4 separate regions of the Mus musculus genome follow, and all the other regions are linked to region 4. Evidence: chromatin contacts called from public HiChIP or PLAC-seq and promoter capture Hi-C data. All regions are on one chromosome and are shown on one strand. Each heading gives the region's core, a stretch centred on a gene start, on an enhancer-like site or on the middle of the called end of the contact. The rest is flanking DNA. Distances are from core to core; before and after follow the strand shown.

Region 1 (5,356 bases), core at 321-2,820, 1.8 Mb before region 4:
GTGTCAGAGGCCAGAAGGCATCAGGTTCCCTGGAGCTGCAGTGCAGGGTGCTGTGGATGCTGGAATTGAACTCAGGTCCTCCACAAGAGCAGCACACATTCATAACCAACTCTCCAGTTCCAGACAACTGTTAGGTCACCTTGAAAACCTCTCTTTGCCAAGGCTTCGGTTTGTTAGTCTGCCCAGATCTAGCTGTCCCAGGCCCGAGGCACTTGATATATGCTCAGCTGCAGAGTTAGAGTTCCGATGAGAGACTACCATGGAAATTAAAGCTACAAGAGGCTGATGCTCCGCCAGGGTCCTTGACCTTGACTTGGCCCTGGCCATCTCGGGGCACCTAGCCAACTACTTCTGGTTCCAATCACACCAAATTCATTCTGGTCTTTGGGCACTCCCATTGCCTGAGTTGTGCTCACTCCACCTCACTGACTCCCTGTCCTCAGAGGTAGATACCCACTACTTTCTCTCTCAGCTCCCACCCACCAACTCTCCTAGCTTATTTCCTTCATGGCATCTGGCATCACTGCCTTGCAGTTGCCTGTCATTTTCTCTCCTGGTCTTACCAATATTCAGCTTATAGCAATGTTTAATAAATAGAGGATAAAAACACTTAAACCTCACATTAGTATATATACAAGTCCCATCACAAAGTGGACAGTGCCCAAGAGCCAGGGACAGGCTGGGTGGGTCACCAGCTACTTACCAACCGATTCTCTTTGCCTCTTGCTTCACGGCAAAACTTTATAAGTTCTTCTTCAATAGTGGCTGGTGAAAATGTGACATCTCTGTCTTTGAGGTCCTGGTAAAATCGTCCCAGATAAGAAATACAAACTGGAAAAGAGGGAGGAGATGGTAAGTAATTATTAGTCTCCATTTCCCCTGGAAAAAACTCTGTCAGCAGTTTTGCTAGAAGGGATTAATTTTTTTTTTTAACTCGGGTACTCAGAAGTGCACAGAGCCCTTAGGTTGCTGGGGTCCTTGTACCCAGTTGCATGCTGGGAATGAACATTACCCAAGTGACCCACACACAACCCTCTCTGCTCTTTTCAAGTTTAAGTCTAGAGTGGACACGTGTCCTTGAGGGAACTCATTGTGACCTCATAAGGGACAGATTGAAGGCTGAAGCAAATGATCAAAATGCTCCTCATTCCAAATACATCGAACCCCCAAGTGCAGCTTAGTAACCCCGAGACGGTTGCGGCCCACAGGATGCCTTCCTGTAATCGCTAAAGTGATGGGAAGACAAAAACTCCCGGGATGTGGGCTTCCGGCCAAGTTATTAACGCTACTGAACCGACGCGTTCCCTTAAATGGGTCAACGTCTCTAGGCCCGGGAAATAAGTGAGGCCCTTTCTCCAGCGGAGCCCCGGGACGGGCCGTCGCTCCCACCCTTTCGCTTTCCTTGGGTTTAGCGCCGCCAGGCCGCCCCCATCCGGTCCCCCGCACCTTCACAGTCTCCTGGCCGCAGCGCCCGGCTGTCAGGCAGCACGCTCAGGGCCAGCGCTACCGCCAGCCCGCGCGTAGCCCACATCCTCCTCAGCCGTCTCCACCACCGCCGCCGCCGCGCGAATGAACCGCACCCGGCGCGGTGTTCCGCCTAGTGGGCTGGAACAGAAACCTGAGCTTCCCATTGGTGTGCGATCCCCGCGCCCACCCATATGCTGCATCCTCATTGGTCCACGTGCCCAGGAGCCCAGACCGGCGGCTCCACGCTACCCTCCCTCATTGGCTGCTGCTGTCTGGGACCTAGACAGTTGTCGGTTGCTGATTGAGCCTGGGCGGTCCATAGGGGTGCGGAGGGAAGGTGCACGGGTCGCCATGTTGGGTTAGGGCAGCTGCTTTGGCTGCTTACCCGGAACCCTCTCAATCTATTGACTCGACCCGAATGCCGAGTCTTGGTTCCACACCCACTCCTCCCGACGCCCGGACTCGTAGAGCAGCATTTCTGGCGCCACCCTATAGCCAGTAGGATGGGCGGCGGGAGCATGGATCAGAAGCGGTTCCTTGTTTTGAACTACCACGTGGATTGCCGAGCCAATCAAGGGGAACGTCCACTTTGATTCGCCGGCTTGCTCAGACCCCGCTTTAACCTGGGTCAGACGGCAGAACCTCTTAAACGAAAGGTCTCGGCCTGCCTAGTCGTTTCCCGTCCTGGGCCTCTGAGGACCTCGCGGCAAGGCTGCGAGCAGAGGCGTTGGTCTACCTTCCAAATGGAGGCCATGGGATCTTGGGAGGTTTTGTTCTCCACTCTTGGAGACACGAGGATGGGAACTGGAGACATTACCGCCTGGACTGCCCTAATGCTAAGTGCAAGGGCTTTGGCCACTCGCCCTGGAAGGCGGAATATGGAGAGCGGCCGACTAAGTGCAGAAAAGTATCTGGAGCTAAAAGGGCTTGGAGCCCGGCGACAAGGGTTTGAGAGGGGCACTTATGCTCCCATTCAGTGAAATCAGTGGATCAATATCAGGTATTCATCTTTAATTCACATCACAGCAGTCAAGGGATGGAGGTGGGGGAGTCAGTTGCCAGATATTTACATCTAAAAGTCACATTTTTTGTTGGATTTATAACATGCTACCACAATATATACAGTAAAATGCCTCTTGGGACACTGGCACAAATTTTTTTCTTTAACTTTTCTGGTACAGGTAAGATAATTTTAAGTCAGTTTTTCTTTAGACATGAATACACAAAAGAAATGGTTAGAAGTTTTCTTGTTTTAAATAAGCACAGAATGCCAGAGGTTAAAAACACATTTATAGGGCTTATTACCAATTAGACATACTCTATACATTTTTTTGCTCAAATTCCTGTACAAATACACAGCATTCAAATAGGTATTTACAAATACGCTTTAAACAATGAAAATCAGTATTTCACAATCTTTTCAAAGGATTCTGATCTCTGACCTCCCATTTCCCTCACACTGGCTGGTTTTTCAATAAAAAGTATTCAGAATAGGTCCATTTCATCCAGTTGGGGAAAATGGAGAGAAGTAACACAAATATATTTCACTTTGCATAAAGCAAGGTCAAGGAACTTAACCCTACATTCCCCTCCCTACCTCCTGTGCCATCAAGTGGAGAAAGGAGATGTCTGCATGTGATGACTGGCTGCCTCCGTGGACTGAGGTTCAGACGTGCCTGGAAACAAACCTAAAGCTGCCCTACCTAAGAATCACATCCCAAGCTAGACTTGACCCTCATACCTGTGAACCCAGACGGTCCAGAAACAAGCTTACCAGTGAGTCTGGGCTCAGGAACAGGTGTGTGTGCCCTTGGTGCTGGGGCTATTGGATTGGCCTACCTACATCCTCAACAGTCTCCACTCTGCCTGAATGATCCTGAGGGTATCAGAAAGCCCTACACTGTTGGTACCTGGGCCCCAACATACTGTGAACGGAAATGGGCCTTCTTTCTTTTCCTATAGGTTATTTGCTGACAGTTCTATTAAACTTGTTTCTAAGAGAAAAACACTGTGACCATGGGTTTTTCTGTTTGGAAAGAATTGTGGAGAAGGGATAAGCAGCTGGGGCCAGAACTTGGCCATAGCAGGCCAGAAGGCCAACTAGTTAAGGGAACAGGGGAGCAACATACCTGCTCATCAAGGAGAAGGCAGTTTTATGGCCATCACTGATGGGAATGTAAGCAAATAAAAGGAAAACAATTGCCTCAAGACAAGTTATTTTAAAAAGTAACTTAGAAGCACCCTGGTGAAATATTACCATACCCCCACCATAATACCAAGAGTAACGTCAGTGCCCTGACATGAAAGAATTCCCTATAAAGTCACCACTGTGCCCTACTTAACAGACTGGGGAGGTTTGAAAAACTGCCCTTCTGCCTGTCCTGAACCCTGAGTGGTGGGCAGTCCCTATGGGTTTGGAGTGGAGGGCTCAGTACTTGGCTGCTTGGAAGATAACAGTTTTACCTGTGTGGCTCTCTGCCTCCAAAAGGAGAAGTTTCCTCCCACCATTTATTTATTTATATATTTTTAAACCCAGGAGCTTGCTGAACCTGACCACACATCCTCAGGGCCTGGAAGCCAGGCTGGGCAGCCAACCCCAAGGCTCAGAGGTAGTGCTGAAAATCCCTGATTCAGGCTCTAAGCGGCAGGCATTTGGGGCCACCTGGGAAAGCAAAAGGTTCTCTGGCTCCTGCCACACTCCAGCCTCACTCTCACACCAGCTCTTTCTAATCCAAGGAAGGGGCCTAACTCACTGCAGGAGTGAAAGCCCTTCTAGCTTCATTTCAGTCAAGCCCCAGGACGAGAGATAATCACCCTTTCAAGTCCATTTTGAGCCACGGAGGCTTCTGCAGATCATGAGGTGTTTTGAGTGGAAAGGAGCGAAAGGTCCAAAATAAAAGTGATGAATAACGTCCAAGTGGGATAAGAGACCAGCCCGGCCCATGGAAGCCTGGCAGTATGCCCTGGGCATGCAGTTAGGCCACCATGTGCCTGACCAGCCCCTCTATTGCACACTCCTAGGAGGAGGAGTGGGCAGGTGGGCAAGCATTTGTGCAAAACGGCTTGTGGCCCCTCTGTCCACCTGTGACATGTAGTCCATGTGGTCCTTGCAATCCCTGAATGCAATCAAGAATGCTTCTGTCCATACGGCAAAGGAAGAGGCCCCTAGTGCAATTTCCATTCTTCAAATCTCTACCCTGGAGGGAGGGCCTGGGCTCCTACTCCTGGACTCTGCAATGCTGCAAAACAATTATGTCTGTGCAATATTTCCATATAGCTCCATGTGGTCTGGAACTGCAGGAGGAAGAAAGCAACTACTGCATAAAGAAAAACCCAGAGAAAATGGAAACGAAAAGAAAATGAAAGAAGCCACAACCCGTCATGCTGCTGTGGCCTCTGAACATGGCGAAACATGAGTTCACGGCAGTAGAACAGAGACTCTGGTGGCTTTCTCCTGAGTGCCAAGCCTCTAGCTCCCTGGGAGGGACTTGCTTCTCAGACCTGGAGTGCCTGGGCAAGCTGCTCATGGAAGGTGGTGGTGCAGCTGCCTCTCTGCTTCTCACTGTTCCCCTCGGCCGTGCTCCCAGGCCAGGCGGGCCTGTTCCTCCTTGACACTTCCAGGAGGCAGGGAGGCCTTGCGGTGCAGGCCCCTTGGCCTCTCAGCCTCCTCCCGCAATAGCATACCCTCATCATGCTCTAGGGCTGGCAGGCGGGGGTGATAGGGCTTGGGTGGCAGCGCAGGTGGGTCCATGGGATCCTGAGGGAGGACACACCCTGGGGCTGAGTGGCTCCTGCATGGCTGGGACTTGATGGCATCAAGGACAGCAGATTCAGAGAGGCTGTAGTGGACAGGGAGGTAGGGCGGCTCAAGGTCTTCATCGCCATTCCA
Region 2 (4,590 bases), core at 440-2,939, 1.4 Mb before region 4:
TGTGGCTACAAACACATGAAAACACACACGTGCGCGCACACACACACACACACCACACACACCACACACACACACACAATTTAAAAAAGAAAATCATGCCAGGCAGTGGTGGCACACATCTTTAATCCCAGCACTCAGGAGGCAGAGGCAGGCAGATCTCTGTGAGTTCAAGGCCAGCCTGGTCTACATAGTGAGTTCCAGGACAGCCAAGGCTACAAAGATAAATAAACCCTGTCTCGGAAAAAAAGGAAAGGAAAGGAAAGGAAAGGAAAGGAAAGGAAAGGAAAGGAAAGGAAAGGAAAGGAAAGGAAAGGAAAGGAAAGGAAAGGAAAGGAAAGGAAAGGAAAGGAAAGGAAAGGAAAGGAAAGGAAAGGAAAGGAAAGGAAAGGAAAGGGTAAGTAAATAAAAAGAAAACCACAGCTCTGTTGCATGACACCTGTGAAATCCCCCGTATCTTCATAGCAAAGCGGCAACAGACAGTTTCTACTGAAGAGTTAGTATGCATACATACAGGGATCCCATGTTCTCAGAGTACTCCTACTCCATCCTACCCATATTCCAAGAAACTGGCTTCTTGCTGTATTCTGGGAGCCCTGCTTGGGTTACACTTAACTTCCCCTCCAGGGCACCTACGGGGAACTGAGTCCCTTGGAGTAATCTCTTATCTTCCCTAAGAACTCCTTCCTTTTCACAGGGTTTTATCTTTAGCTCTCTATCTTGGGTGGGGCACCCAGAGCCTAGCCTGGGCTGGGGAAAGCCCAGTCACTATACTCAGATTCTAGACACTGCCAGAAGCCTGTCATCGCTGCCAAGAATCTTATAGCTACCCTTTCTGAGGAACGTGGGTGGTGTGACGTGTGTGGAAGGAGTGGGTGTACTGGTTCTCCAGATCTTATCTCCCCATATCCTGAACCGTGGATGTGGAGGGAGATCACATAGACCCTACAGCTCCTTGGTAAACCAGATATGGTGACTTAGCCTATAAGTTCACATTGTAAACCTGTACTCAGAAGTTTGGGGCCAGCCTGGTCTACAAACTGAGCTCCAAGGTAGTCTGAATTCAATTTTAAAACAAAAACAAACAAGCCATCGACAGGGCTGTCTGGGAGCTGACTATCTCTGTTTACTGACTCAAGAGGGTAATTTCCCCAACTGTCGGTCCACTCAGAGATTAGGCAAAGAAGGGATGAGATCATTTGATTACAAAAGATTAGATGTAACCTGAACTCTTTTAGCTGTAGTGGCCACAGTGGACCTCCTTAGTTCTTCCGTCCTCTTCAGGGCTCCAGGCCTCTCCCTAAGTCTTTCTCCAGATCTCACAGCACACCACCCACCTTCTCACACAGTGTCCTGCAATAAGCGAGACCACGGCCGCCAGAGACAACGTCCGATAAACTAGAAGCGGCTGGCTAAGAGGACCGGCCCGACCCTGCCCCCGCGCTGTAGTTCTAGGGGGGGGGGGATAAGCGCACCCATCCCCAAAGAAGTAGAGGGAAGACAATCTGGTCTCCAGTTGCATCCACATTCCTTCTTAACTTGTCCCCAACCCAGTCTTTTGCCTACTAGTCTCTAGGTCCCGCCCCACTCGGGCACGTCAGTTCAGGGTCCCTGCACTTCAATAGGTCGGTCTAGATGCTCGTCTCACGTCCAGCGATACGATTGGTCAACTCTAGGAGCTCCCGCCCAGTTTTCCTGGAAAGTTCTTGGAAATCTGTCAAAGGTGTTTCCTTTCTCGGTCCAAAGCACTAGACGCCTGCACCCCCGTTCCCCTCCGGGCCGCCGCAAAGCCCGCGGTTCTAGGAAGATGAGGCTTCCGGGAAGGGCTGGGACGCAGCGGACAAAAGATTAGGAGGCGCCTGGCCCCGCCCCACCGGCCCAGCCCGTCCCCCCTCGTCCTTCCAAGCTGTTCGCACCACAGCCTTTCAGTCCCTGCTCGCCGCCCGTGTGCCCCGGGACCCTGACCTTCGCACCCCTGGCACCCATTGGCTCCTTTCTCCTTCCATCCCGCCGAACTCCGACTCTCGAGCCGCCGTTGTCTCTGGGACATGGTCCTTTGCGTACAGGGGTAAGCTCAGTTTTTTTCCCTACCTAGGCTCCATGCGGGAGATATGGAAGATCACAGGCCTCGAGTTAGCTGCGGGATTTGGGAGGGCTTGACCGACTGGAGGTGATGGAGGGCTAAAGGACTTCGAGTGGTGTGCCTAGGATACCCACACACACTTCGTATGGATAGGGAAACGGAGCCCGCGAACGGTGGGAGGAGCCCCCATTCCTGAGATTTCACTAGCGCCAACTGTAAGAGGTTCTCCAGGACGGGGCTCACAAGTCTAGACTCAATTTGAGCTCATAGTTTACCTAGCCTTCTGGCTCCGTACCTGTCGGTGACCTTGAGCCAGCCCTTAGATCCCTCTGTGTTCAGAAGTTCATTCCTCCGTCCCAGGTCAGCGATTAGGTTCTTAGGAAGCCAGCCTGAGGTCTTTGACTCTTCCCAGGCCGGCGCCTAATAAACAACACCCCTTAGGAGCACCCCACTCCGTCTCTTAGCTCAGATTGATGTCTCAGTGTGATAAAGACTTCAGCCTGCCTTCTCCAAGGTTTCCCGTTGACATGGAATATGGGACCATGGTGAAAGTGGGGCTTTAATAAAACAAAGTCTTGGCTTCGGTAGAGTGTACTCGGAACACCTGTTTACCCTAGCTTTCAGCGTCCCCTTCAAACACTGATCGGTCAGGAATTCAGGAAAACCCAAGAAGAGAGGTGTGTGTGTGTGTGTGTGTGTGTGTGTGTGTGTGTGTGTGTGTGTGTGTGACAAATCCAGGGAGATCTGTGATCCAGTAGTAATTGTTATAACTGACATGGGAATGGTACCAAGTGAGGAAGGGTGGAAGGTGGGGCCAGGCTGAAATGCCCTTGCTCTAAGCAGCTCTGAGTCCCAGGAAGAGGACATTCATGGAGCTGTTGAGAAGACTGTATTCCCTAGTAGTTCCTACCATGTTCTTTTATTCTCTGAATTTTCGGACTCTTCGGCAGTTCCCTGCACCCTGCCTTCCTTTCTTGGGTGCCCCCACTTCTCCATTCTGGGTCCCCAGAGCCTCTTTGACTTTGCCTTAATTGAAGGCCCATGGGAACCTCAGGAGCAGTGTTGGGGTATTGGGGAAACAAGTTGTTTAACAAGCCCATGTATCCCAGCCTCCCTTGGCTCGGCTCATCTTATTGGCATGTGTTCTCAGGTGGAACTTCATGGCTAGACTCCAAGACATGCACACACAGGTTCTTGGAACACACCAGTCCTCACCCCCACCGTGATGACACAGTGGCAGACACACCCCTCCCTAGATATTTAGTCCCTCCCAGCAACATTTGGGGATTAGCATCGTCATTCTATACCTAGATACCATACTAGCCCCAGAGGTGCCTACTATATACACATGTGGGACCTATGGAAGGGATCCAACTAAGCTGTCTGGTTGTACCTGCCACAGAGGCCATGAAATGACTCCCTAACCTGGATCAAGCTATGGGCCCCAACAAGCCAGTCGCCTCAGAATTCTGCCTGTAACTCACTAAGTGGGATTCCAGGGCTCTCATAGCTGGGTCAAGAGCGGGTGTGGGAAAAACCCTTGGCAGGCTATAGGTGCCAGAGCCTGTCACCCCTCTCCTGAGTGGTCACAGGACTATGACCTTCTAAACACTACTTCCACTGTTAGGTCTGGCGTCTGTCCTTGCCGACTGCTAGCAGCTCCTAACCACCCCTTGTTTACCGGCAATACCTGATACAGTGTTGCCTTTCCCAGCCAGTGTGGGCTGAACCTAGGGTTTCATTATTTGGAGGTCTTTGACTAGACACAAAACTGAGGCCTGGGGACATATTTTATTAGAAATTAGAGAGAGCCAACTATTTTTTCCCACCAGATGCAGGGACCCTGGGTCACCACCTGGGTGGGCTTCTGCTAGGAAGATTTACCCTAACCCCAGCCCAAACCCCTCAGGGCAAGTAGGCCATCATCTGGAAGGCGGAGAAACTGCAACCCAGAGAGGAGCAGATTTTACATAAAAATCCTACAACAGCAGGGCCGAGGCACTCATAGGGTGCCTCCATAGGGTGGAGTCTGGAATGTGGGCTGAGTAACCTGCCCTTTGGTAGGAGCTCCTATTTATGAGAGATAAAATTCATCAATGCCTTTAGAGGACACTGCCTTCCCTCAGCCGGGAGGAGCAGAGCCCAGGATGTGAATCTGGCCGGAGTGGGTAGAAGCTTGTTTTACGTCTTAGCCAGTGCGGCACTGTGGTCCCCCACCCCCAACAGATATTCCTATTGACCAGGAGCTACTATGTAACCTTAGGCTTTCTACGCTAATCTTGAGGTCTCCCTGAGAACCCCACCCTAGTTCATTCTGTGACTCTACCAGGTAGAGTGGCATTTAACAGGCTACCTCAGCTGGGAGGGACACAACTGTGAGACAGTTTTTGGATTGACAGGTTCCCCATTCTTGTGGTAGGAATGTTGAAAGGGCTTGTGGGGAATGGTCAGTGATTTGGGCAATACAGGTTGCAGGTTAATTTGTATATAGGTGTATAGAGAGTAGTATA
Region 3 (4,846 bases), core at 1,770-4,269, 1.1 Mb before region 4:
CAGGTATGCTAGCCCTCTCTTAGGAGATGCCCACCTTGGGCTATCCACAACTTTCGCCTTGGTGACCCTTGCTGACCCTGCCTTGCCCGGTACAGATCCTGCCCTACATTGACGGGTTTCGCCATGTCCAGAAGATCTCCGCTGAGGCAGACGTGGAACTCAACCTGGTGCGCATCGCCATTCAGAACCTGCTGTGAGTGAAGATCCGGTTAATGCCTGTTACGGAGCCGTGCCCGAGGAGACCTAAAGGATGCTCAGTATGAGGGAGGGTAGGCTCGCCGCCTAGAAGCTAAGCAGAGCTCTTTCTCACTAGGTACTATGGTGTTGTGACACTGGTATCCATCCTCCAGGTAGGTGAGTCTGGGATGCAGTTAAGTAAAATGTGACCCGTATGGCTGAGCCAGATCAAGCCAGACTCCCAAGGACATCCCTCAGGCCCTTGTGACCCCTGCTGTGTTCTAGTACTCCAATGTGTATTGCCCAACACCAAAAGTCCAGGATCTGGTGGATGACAAGTCCCTGCAGGAGGCATGTCTGTCCTACGTCACCAAGCAAGGTAATGGCAGTCCCTGGCGGGAGACTAATCCGGGAAGGACAGGACCATGTCGGACTAACCCTGGCACCCGCAGGACACAAAAGGGCCAGTCTCCGAGATGTGTTCCAGCTATACTGCAGCCTGAGCCCTGGTACCACTGTGCGAGACCTCATTGGCCGCCACCCCCAGCAGTTACAACACGTTGATGAAAGGTCAGACGGGCACTCTCGGGCATGGCGGGTTGGACTGTCTTGGGTCTCTCTGGAAGAGCCTTGAGTCAAATAAGAAGCAGGGGATTCCCTGAGGGTAGAAGTATGAAGCCTGCTTGTCCAGGCAGAGGGTGTGCTTGGAGGTCTCTCTAGCCCATAACGTACCACAGGGCTAGCGTGTCCGGGATATCACCTCTCTCCCCCACAATCGCTCAGGAAGCTGATCCAGTTTGGGCTGATGAAGAACCTTATCCGGAGACTACAGAAATATCCAGTCCGAGTGTCTCGGGAGGAGCGGAGCCACCCTGCCAGGCTTTACACGGGCTGTCACAGCTATGATGAGATCTGCTGCAAGACAGGTGGAGGCAGGCAGGGCAGGCTGGGTGAGGTGAGGGCTGAGTGGCCATGCCAGGGCAGCTGACCTTGCCTTGCTCACACCTCCTCCCCACCCCCCTGCCCCAGGCATGAGCTACCATGAGCTGGACGAGCGACTAGAAAATGACCCCAACATCATCATCTGCTGGAAGTGAGGCTGGCTAGCTGGAACATGTTACTATGGCTACTTGCCCCTACTAAGGCCTCCTTGGTCCACTGGAGCTAGACAAGTATGGTTGTACATATGGTCTGGAGGGTGAGACTCGGTTTTGTAAATAAAGTTATGTGTTTCATCCTGTGGAATATTGAGTACTGCTTCAGCCAACAACTAAAGACCAGTGAATGTGAAAGCCATGCCAACTGGCCTGGGCTGGCTGGAGCGCCATCTAGTGGGCAAAAATGTCAAACAGGCTGAAGGTTTTTGTTTGTTGATTGGTTGGTTTGTTTTGGGTTTTGAGGGATGAAGGAGGTTGATTTTTCTGAGACAAAGTCTCACTATGTAACTCTGGCTGTCCTGGGATTCACTACGTAGCCCAGGCTGGCCTACTCAGTCAGGGAGCTGACTACCTCTGCCTCTGAGTGCTGGGATTAAAGGTGGGCGCTGGAATGCCTGGCCACACTTAGATTTTTAACTTTTTGTTTGTTTGTTTTTTTATTTTTATTTTTTGGCGGTCAGTACGAGGTGGAGCTAAGACGGGCTGTTATAAAGCACAGAGTGGCCTGGAACTTCCTGATTTGAACTTCTGATTCTCCTGCCTTGGTCTCCTGAGTTAGTTAATTAGGATTATAGATTTATGTTCCCACACCCCACGTATGCAGTCCTGGGGACTGAAGCCAAGGCTCTGTGCATGCTAGACAGGCAAGTTCTCAGCTATGAGCACTGCTCTGGCCTATAAACCGAAAGAACTAGAATCAGGTAAGATGGATATAATATATTGGGACAGGAGCAAAAATTGCTCTGTATTAGATGGCCAAGGAGGATCTGAGTGACTGAGCCTTGAAGGAGTAAGACTATTCCAGAAGAAATAAGGCAAGGGCCCAAACATGGTGGCGCATGCTTGTGATGCTAACACTAAGGAGGCTGACACAAGTGAATTAGTTCAAAGACAGCTTGGACTATACAGAGTTAAAGCCAGCCTGGCTGACATAGTCAAACCCTGTCTCAGAAAGCCTGTAGGAGGAACTCAGGGAAAGCTCATGAGGTTGGGACGTGGAAAACAAGCACGGTGGTGCACGCCTCAATCCACAACACTGGGGAAGCCGACCAAGAAGAAGGAAAGCTTAAACCAGCCCTGGCTCTATAGCGAGCTCCGTGTCGGTCTTGGCTATATAATGAGAATCCATCTCAAAGAGAGGATGGGGTTCTGGGGAGATGGCTCACACACAAACGTTTTTAAAATAAAAGAGAATGGGACAAAAAAAATGAAGCACGTGGGTAGGAGAGAGGGCGGGAGGAAGGTTCTTCCTGGTAAGCCGCTGTGGTCTGGTATTTTGGGAGCCAGCGCCATTCTGGAGGGAGGTATGTTAGGTGCACATCATTAGGACTCCTGGCTGCGGGCCTGAGCCTGGTAACGCATGCCTTAATTTCAGCACTAGAAAGACAGAGCACACAGAGGCCAGTGGAACCCTTTGATTTGAAGGCCAGCTCGGTATAAATAGGAAGTTCCACGCCAGCCTATGTCATAAAAACGAAAAACTGAAAGACTCAGCTGCTGAGACCGCGGTAGCTACCCTATTGAGGGGCTAAGACAGTGCAGCTGCAGGAGTTGCACACTCACAGCTGTGCAAGCCCTGGGGAGGTGTGGCGAGTGGGTCTGGCATCTGGGGCTGCTTATTGGCGGTGAGGTAGGCGTGGCAAGAGCGGTATCGAGACAAAACTACGCAGGCGCCAAGCTCCCTCGTTTCCATGGCGACGACGACTCAAGCGCTTCAACGGCTTGGCAACTGCCCTGTCCCAAGACTTTGGTCCTACCGCTGGACTCTGTAGTCCTAAGTGTTTCAGTTTTCCCTATTCGGGTTGCTTCCCAAAACCAAAGGAATCTTAGCCCCTGGCATGGGTGACCTGGAACTGCTGCTGCCTGGGGAGGCTGAGGTGCTGGTGCGGGGCCTGCGCAGCTTCCAGCTTCGGGAGATGGGCTCTGAAGGGTGAGGCAGCCGCCACAGGTGGAGTCACTGGTCTTTTAGTGGAGGAGCTTGGAACTGACATTGGAGAAGGGGTTGCCAGTGTGGAGGGGCCTCCAGGTGGGTAGGCAAAGCTCTCTGAGATAGAAGCGTATGGCCCCCGTGCCCCTCTGGCCCCAGGACAGGATCATGGTAGTCTTCAGTAGGATCCAACCCCACCCTCACTCCCGTTGCACATCTGGTCACCCAATGTACATACATCCCTTCGGGGGCAGGTGGAATAAGCAGCATGAGAGCCTGGAGAAGCTGAACATGCAAGCCATCCTTGATGCAACTATCAGCCAGGCTGAGCCCATCCAGGAACTGCTAATCAACCATGGGAAGGTACGTCCAGGTCCCAGGCAGGATTCCTGCCTTCTATTGTACCTCTTGGGGACACTAGGCAGCACCTGTTCTTCCTTCAGGCCTGGTACACCTAAGTGGGAAAGAAAAATATGTTTGTTTTATTTTGAGATAAGGTGTTGATCTGTAGCCCAGATGGCCATTAGCCTAACTGTGTCTGCCTCCCAAGTGCCGGGGCTGCAGGCATGCCTCGCTGTACCTGGCTGGCTACATTTCCTATTGTACCCTCAGTGGATGCGAGAGTGGATGGAGCCATGGATCCTAGGCTCCAGGGGGAGTGCTCAAGTGCTGACATGAGCCTGAATTGACTGTAAGGCCAAAGAGATCCTCTCTAAGGAGGAAGTGAGGCTTTCCAAATGGGGAAGGTAGCACACTAGGAGAAAGTAGAAGCCGGGAAAGATGCCTGGCTGGAGGCTGGGCCAAGGGCGGCCCTAGTTCTCCTGCAAGAGAAAGGCAGAGCTGGGTAGCAGGGATTGGTCTAGGAACAGGGCTCAGTAAAGGGCTGAAGTAAGAGTAAGGCCAGGTGACAAAGACCAGAATAAGGACAGGAAGAGCAGAGCTGCCCTAAAGTGGGGTATCCCTGGACGGAGGGTGGGGTAAGGTGCAAGAGGGCAATGGCAGTAAAGGCCATTCAGAGGAAACCCAAGAGAGTTGGAGACTTAAGACAGGCTAAAGCTGGGACAGGAAAGCTGAGGGACCAAGGCAGGGCCATTTCACCCCTGCTTCTCCCCCGTCCTCCGCAGATCCCAACGCTGGTGGAGGAGCTGATTGCGGTGGAGATGTGGAAACAGAAGGTTTTCCCTGTGCTGTGCCGGCTGGAGGACTTCAAGCCCCAGAATACCTTCCCCATATACATGGTGGTGAGCTGGGCCCTCAGAGTCCTGAGCCGAGAAAGATAGCTAACAGCCAGTCCCTGTCTCTCCCTCTCAGCCCAGCCCCGTCCTCTTCGACAGGTACACCATGAGGCCTCCATCATCAATCTCCTAGAGACAGTGTTCTTCCACAAGGTGAGACACTACTCTGCAGGCCTGAGCCTGGTGGGCTATGTCGGCCGGGGAGGGCATCGAACCCCAGAAATATCCCCTCCCTGAACCCCCCCAGGAGGTGTGTGAGTCAGCTGATGACAAGGTCTTGGACCTAGTAGACTATTGCCACCGCAAGCTGATACTGCTAGTGGCCCGGAAAGGCGGTGGTGACCTGTCTG
Region 4 (4,587 bases), core at 58-2,557:
CCACTCATTTTGAGCTGGTTTCCAAGACATGGCCACATACAAAAGGATAAAGACCTTTTAGTTTGAAGTTGACAGGAACACAAAAAAATTGGCTAGTCGCACAGATGTTTAACTCCAGTTGTAACACTTGGCCCTCAGTAGTCATTTATTAACTACATTTCGAAGAAAACTTCTTGGCTGAAAAATATGAATCAGCAACTTGTTTAAAAACTCAGCAGCATCCCGGGCGTGGTAGTGCAAGCCTTCAATGCCAGCACTTGAGAGGCAGAAGCAGGTGAGTTCGAGTTCGGCCCAGTCTACACAGTGAGTTCCTTGACAGCCATGACTATGTAGACACTGTCTAAAAACAACCAACTCGACACCGCATCTGTCCTAATAATGGCAGGTAGCCGCCGATTACATGGAGTTATTGAAAGTTAGTTTACTTTTAAAAAGTCAAATGTAGTTTCTCAGATATACTAACTACATACATGTCAACACGAAAGCCGTGTGTGGCTTAATGGCTACCATACTGAACAGCAAAGGTCTAGAACGTGTTCGTCGCCGACAGAAAGTTCTACGAGACAGAGTAACAAACAGAAGAACTAAGGCGAGCTCGTCCGAGAACACCACCGCCTCTCTTGAGGCTAGACCAGTGGCGTCGGGCGTGACCGGTCGCACGTCTCTGCGAGGCGCCCCGGTCTTCGCGCGGACACGGAACCCACGCGCGGGGAGGCCCTTTCCCAGGACGGGCGTTAACAAACAGTGCGGCTGGCGCTGCCAAAGCTCCCAACCACCAGAGAAACGGGGAGCCTCCGAGGCGGTGCGTTCGCCTGGAGCGCCCAGAAGGGCAGGCCCGAGCGCACCCGAGCCTCGCGGGCCAGAGGCCCTGGCCTCCGACCTCTCGGGGAGCTAAAGAGCCAACGAGGAAGAGGAACCCAGGAGAGACGCCAGGCACCCGCCGGCGCGGGCTGTCGCCTCCGGGAGTGCCTATCAGTCGGCGGGGAACGTCGGGACCTGGGACGGCCCGGCCTCGCAAGCGGCGGCGAAGGCGGAGCCCGGACCGCGCCGGCGAAACGCGCGGGGATCCCCCCCCTCCCGGCGGCCAGTCAAGAGTAAACAAGGCCTCGACTCCCGCCGCGCACTTACCGGGAGCCGCGACCTCGCGGCCGCAGAGCCCAGGCCGGCCGGACCAGGTCAAGCCAGACCAAACCAGGCTGACGGAGGCGTAGCGGCAGCGGAGGCAGCCGGCGGACGCGGCTCAGGCCCGCGCAGCTTCCTCCGGCAGAGCCGTCCCCCGCAGCTCCGGAAGTGTTCTGCGCCGCGCGTCACTTCCGGTAGGGGTCGACCTGCGGTCGCCCTGGAGGCTCCCAGGCTTCTGACGACTGCGTAGTCGGTTGGAATCGCTTCCTCACCATCCTCTAGCGAGAGCCCCTGGGAGGAACTACTGAGCGTTCGCTTTTGAAGGAATGATGTAGGAATTTGTTTCCTGCGTTATAGCCTACCAGTGTCTTTATTCGATAGTTAGTTTTAGGTTTTCTTGCGTGTATTTTGTGTGTGTCGCACGGCTCGCGTGCAGAAGAGGTCAGAGGACAATTTTCCGGGAGCAGTTTTTCTCCTTCCACCATGTGGGTTTCGAGGATCAAACACTTGTCAGGCGTGGCAGTAAGCGCTTTTTACCCACTGAGCCATCAGACCCTTAGATGAGGTATTTTTAGCTTTTTTTTTTTTTTTTTCCCCTGACCAGACGTCTACCCACTTCACTGTTTATACTCTGACGAACAGCGTGAGAAGACATTCTGGCAACACTGGAGTAGGTTAAAAAGATCATAGTTTCCGGGCAACTATGGTTTGACATGAGCCATACTCGGAATTTCTACGTACGTTAGGAGGAAGTTCTGGCCCATGAGCAATCAGACTTTAGTTTCTCATGACACTATCCCCCTAGCCACCCACTTCTCCGACTTCCACTCACCTTCACGACGGGTATTTTTTGTTTGGTGTGGTTATATTTAGAAGCAACTCACTATATAGCCAAGGCTGGTTTGCCTTGCTAGATTACCAGACCCAGAGATTCATACATCGTAAGTGTTTCGCTGCACAACTTCTACCCACGATATAGACTGCATTAGGACTCCAGTCACCAAGTTCTGGTCACCAAGCCTTGTTGTGGACTGATAGGAGGCTCGCTCAAGTAGCAACTCCATCGAGATGTTAATTACTGGAGTGAAGCCAGAGGCACTGTGAGGTAAATCAATGTTCGTGCAAATCTGTAGATAACCTAGTTCTACCTTTTCTGGAGTGTATGTATTGGTATTCAAGACACCCGGAAAAGTGAGGCAGAAAGAAAAAAGACCGTGTAATAGCCTCTTTTATGTAATTCTTGGAAAAAATATAACTGAAGAGACTTGGGAGTTGGCTGGGCCATTAAGAGCTCTTGCTGTTCTCTCCAGAAACCTGAGGTCCTTGCCCACTATTGATAATGTCCAGGGGATCCGAAGCCCTCTTTGAACCTCTTCCGGCACACACATACTTGTAAACAGAAAATTAAAAAAAAAATTTTTTTTTCTTTTTTGAGAAAAGTTCTCACTATATATCCCTGGATAACCTGAAGCTCTGTACAGACCTAAAACTTACAAACTCACATGTGTGCAGCCACACAATCTACTTAAAATATCTACAAATTTGGGTCATGAATCAAAATCAGGGGTAATCAAATGTTGAAAGTCGCTAGAACAAGAATAGCACTTGGGGTGCAAAGGCTAGGGGAATCATTGAAAGTTCCAGGCCTCGGGAGGCAGAGGCAGGTGGATTTCTGAGTTCAAGGCCAGCCTGGTCTACAGAATGAGTTCCAGGACAGCCAGGACTGCACAGAGAAAAAAAAAAAAAAAAAAAAAGAAAGTAAGTTCCAGGCCAACCTGGTCTACATACTAAGTGCCAGGCTGCCCAACAAGGCAGCCAGAGGTACATGATCAGTAATTATCTTTAACAACAACAAAAAAAGTAGCTGGGCAGTGGTGACACACGCCTTTAATCCCAGCACTTGGGAGACAGAGGCAGGCAGATTTCTGAGTTTGAGGCCAGCCTGGTCTACAGAGTGAGTTCTAGGACATCCAGGGCTATACAGAGAAACCCTGTCTCAAAAAACAAAAAACAAAAAAACAAAACAAAAAAACTGTGCCACTTGCTTTTACAGAGAAGATTCACGTCAATTGATAAAATGTCTTCATTAAATTGGCCTGTAACGAAGACATTTTCTTGATTAATGATTGATGTAGGAGGATCCAGCCCACTATCAACAGTGCCATCTCTGGATGGGTGGTCCTGGCAGTAAAAGATTGGAAACTAAAGCTAGGCAGTGGTGGCACATGCCTTTAATCCTAGCACTTAGGAGGTAGATAGAGCTCTGAGTTCCAGCAAGACCATCCTGGTCTGTGAATCAAGTTCCAGGACAGCCAGGGCTACACAGAGAGACTATATCTTGAGAGAAAGAGAGAGAGAGAGAGAGAGAGAGAGAGAGAGCGCTCAAGCAAGTGAGAGCGAGCAGGCTGAGCAATCCATGGGATCAAACTAGTGAGCCATGCTCTTCCCTTATCCCTGCTTAGGTTTCTGCCTCAAGTTCTTGCCCTAATTTCCTTCTATGAGGGACTATAAGCTAAAAGATGAGATAAATTTTTTCCTCTTCAAATTGCTTTTTGTCATAGCCTTTATCACAGCAATAGAACACAAATCTGGACAAGCCGTGAACTTGGGTACTTGAGTTGACAAAACATATGCATATCACGATGGTCCCTGTGAAGGATCCAAATCATATTTCCTGAAAACTAGTTTCCAGTGATGACTTTGAGTTACTGGTAACAGACCCACTGCAGTGAGTACTAGAGAGGAACGGTCCGTCTGTAGAAGTATTTTACCTGCAAACTACAGAATGTGGGTGCTCACTTATCAAGTCCCATTTTGTATGAGAGACCTCATGGAACCTTGGGTTTTGGTTTGGAGTCCCGGGACCAATTCCAACCCCGTTTCACTGTAGGTACTGTGGGACAGTTGTCCTCAGGATTCCAGTACCTCCCACGTACACGCACTGGATGGTGACTAAGAGCACTTCCACTCTTTCCAGAGGACCCGAGTTCAGTTCCTAACATCCACATGTAAGTTCAGGACTGCCTTTTTCTAGCCTCCACAGGCTCAAGTGCAAATGTGGTACACATATACTCACAGAGGCTCACACACATACACATATTTTCAAAAGTTTAGATTCACCCTCAAGCTCCAGTACGGCAACATAAAATGGCTCACCTACAACCTCCTGAGCTTACATGTGCCATACCATAGGTACATATGGCTTTCCAGTGTCCAAGGTTTGAACCAACATCATGAAGTTCATCCCAATTTGTGGCATGGTACTACACCTTAAACCTGGACAAGATACCCAAAAAGCTGAGTGAGGGCCATGAGACATCAGCTGAGACATCACTACAAGAAAACACATCTTCATTGTTCTGCAGAGATCTGCTCAAAATGGTGGGTCACTACCTAGTGATTGTTATATATGTGATAATAACAGGAAAAGCATGTTAATAGTAATCTTTCCAAAAATGATTTTCT

The links. Promoter capture Hi-C pulls out the DNA fragments that hold promoters and counts their contacts. HiChIP or PLAC-seq counts read pairs in DNA pulled down with a chosen protein or histone mark. Capture Hi-C pulls out chosen DNA fragments and counts their contacts.
Region 1: a contact with region 4 is called in an H3K27ac HiChIP or PLAC-seq map of double positive thymocytes, with 7 times the contacts expected there. The contact joins the promoter of Manf here to the promoter of Arih2 in region 4. A contact is called at or near these places in 2 of 39 promoter capture datasets (erythroid cells and pre-B cells) and 3 of 115 datasets of contacts at active chromatin or transcription factors (astrocytes, double positive thymocytes and large pre-B cells).
Region 2: a contact with region 4 is called in a promoter capture Hi-C map of erythroid cells, with 12 times the contacts expected there. The contact joins the promoter of Cish here to the promoter of Arih2 in region 4. A contact is called at or near these places in 2 of 39 promoter capture datasets (erythroid cells and pre-B cells).
Region 3: a contact with region 4 is called in a promoter capture Hi-C map of adipose tissue, with 2.3 times the contacts expected there. The contact joins the promoter of Zmynd10 here to the promoter of Arih2 in region 4. A contact is called at or near these places in 2 of 115 datasets of contacts at active chromatin or transcription factors (regulatory T cells and thymic regulatory T cells) and 2 of 9 other capture datasets (adipose tissue and liver).

The regions. Positions count from the first base shown.
Region 1 is chr9:106,890,368-106,895,723 of GRCm38.p6, forward strand. It overlaps Manf (mesencephalic astrocyte-derived neurotrophic factor), which reads right to left and starts at 1,571. Exons shown (of 4, transcript NM_029103.4): 1 at 1,447-1,571; 2 at 704-831. The coding sequence starts at 1,531. It overlaps Dock3 (dedicator of cyto-kinesis 3), which reads right to left. Exons shown (of 53, transcript NM_153413.2): 53 at 2,458-5,356. The coding sequence ends at 5,027.
Region 2 is chr9:107,294,970-107,299,559 of GRCm38.p6, forward strand. Cish (cytokine inducible SH2-containing protein) reads left to right here and starts at 1,690. Exons shown (of 3, transcript NM_009895.4): 1 at 1,690-2,065. The coding sequence starts at 2,046.
Region 3 is chr9:107,544,285-107,549,130 of GRCm38.p6, forward strand. It overlaps Zmynd10 (zinc finger, MYND domain containing 10), which reads left to right and starts at 3,020. Exons shown (of 12, transcript NM_053253.4): 1 at 3,020-3,264; 2 at 3,516-3,624; 3 at 4,386-4,502; 4 at 4,596-4,649; 5 at 4,744-4,846. The coding sequence starts at 3,173. Gm34106 (predicted gene, 34106) reads right to left here. Exons shown (of 2, transcript NR_168657.1): 2 at 3,284-3,715. It overlaps Nprl2 (NPR2 like, GATOR1 complex subunit), which reads left to right. Exons shown (of 11, transcript NM_018879.2): 5 at 1-3; 6 at 96-193; 7 at 314-350; 8 at 463-556; 9 at 630-747; 10 at 961-1,103; 11 at 1,207-1,422. The coding sequence ends at 1,274.
Region 4 is chr9:108,648,101-108,652,687 of GRCm38.p6, forward strand. Arih2 (ariadne RBR E3 ubiquitin protein ligase 2) reads right to left here and starts at 1,308. Exons shown (of 16, transcript NM_011790.5): 1 at 1,129-1,308.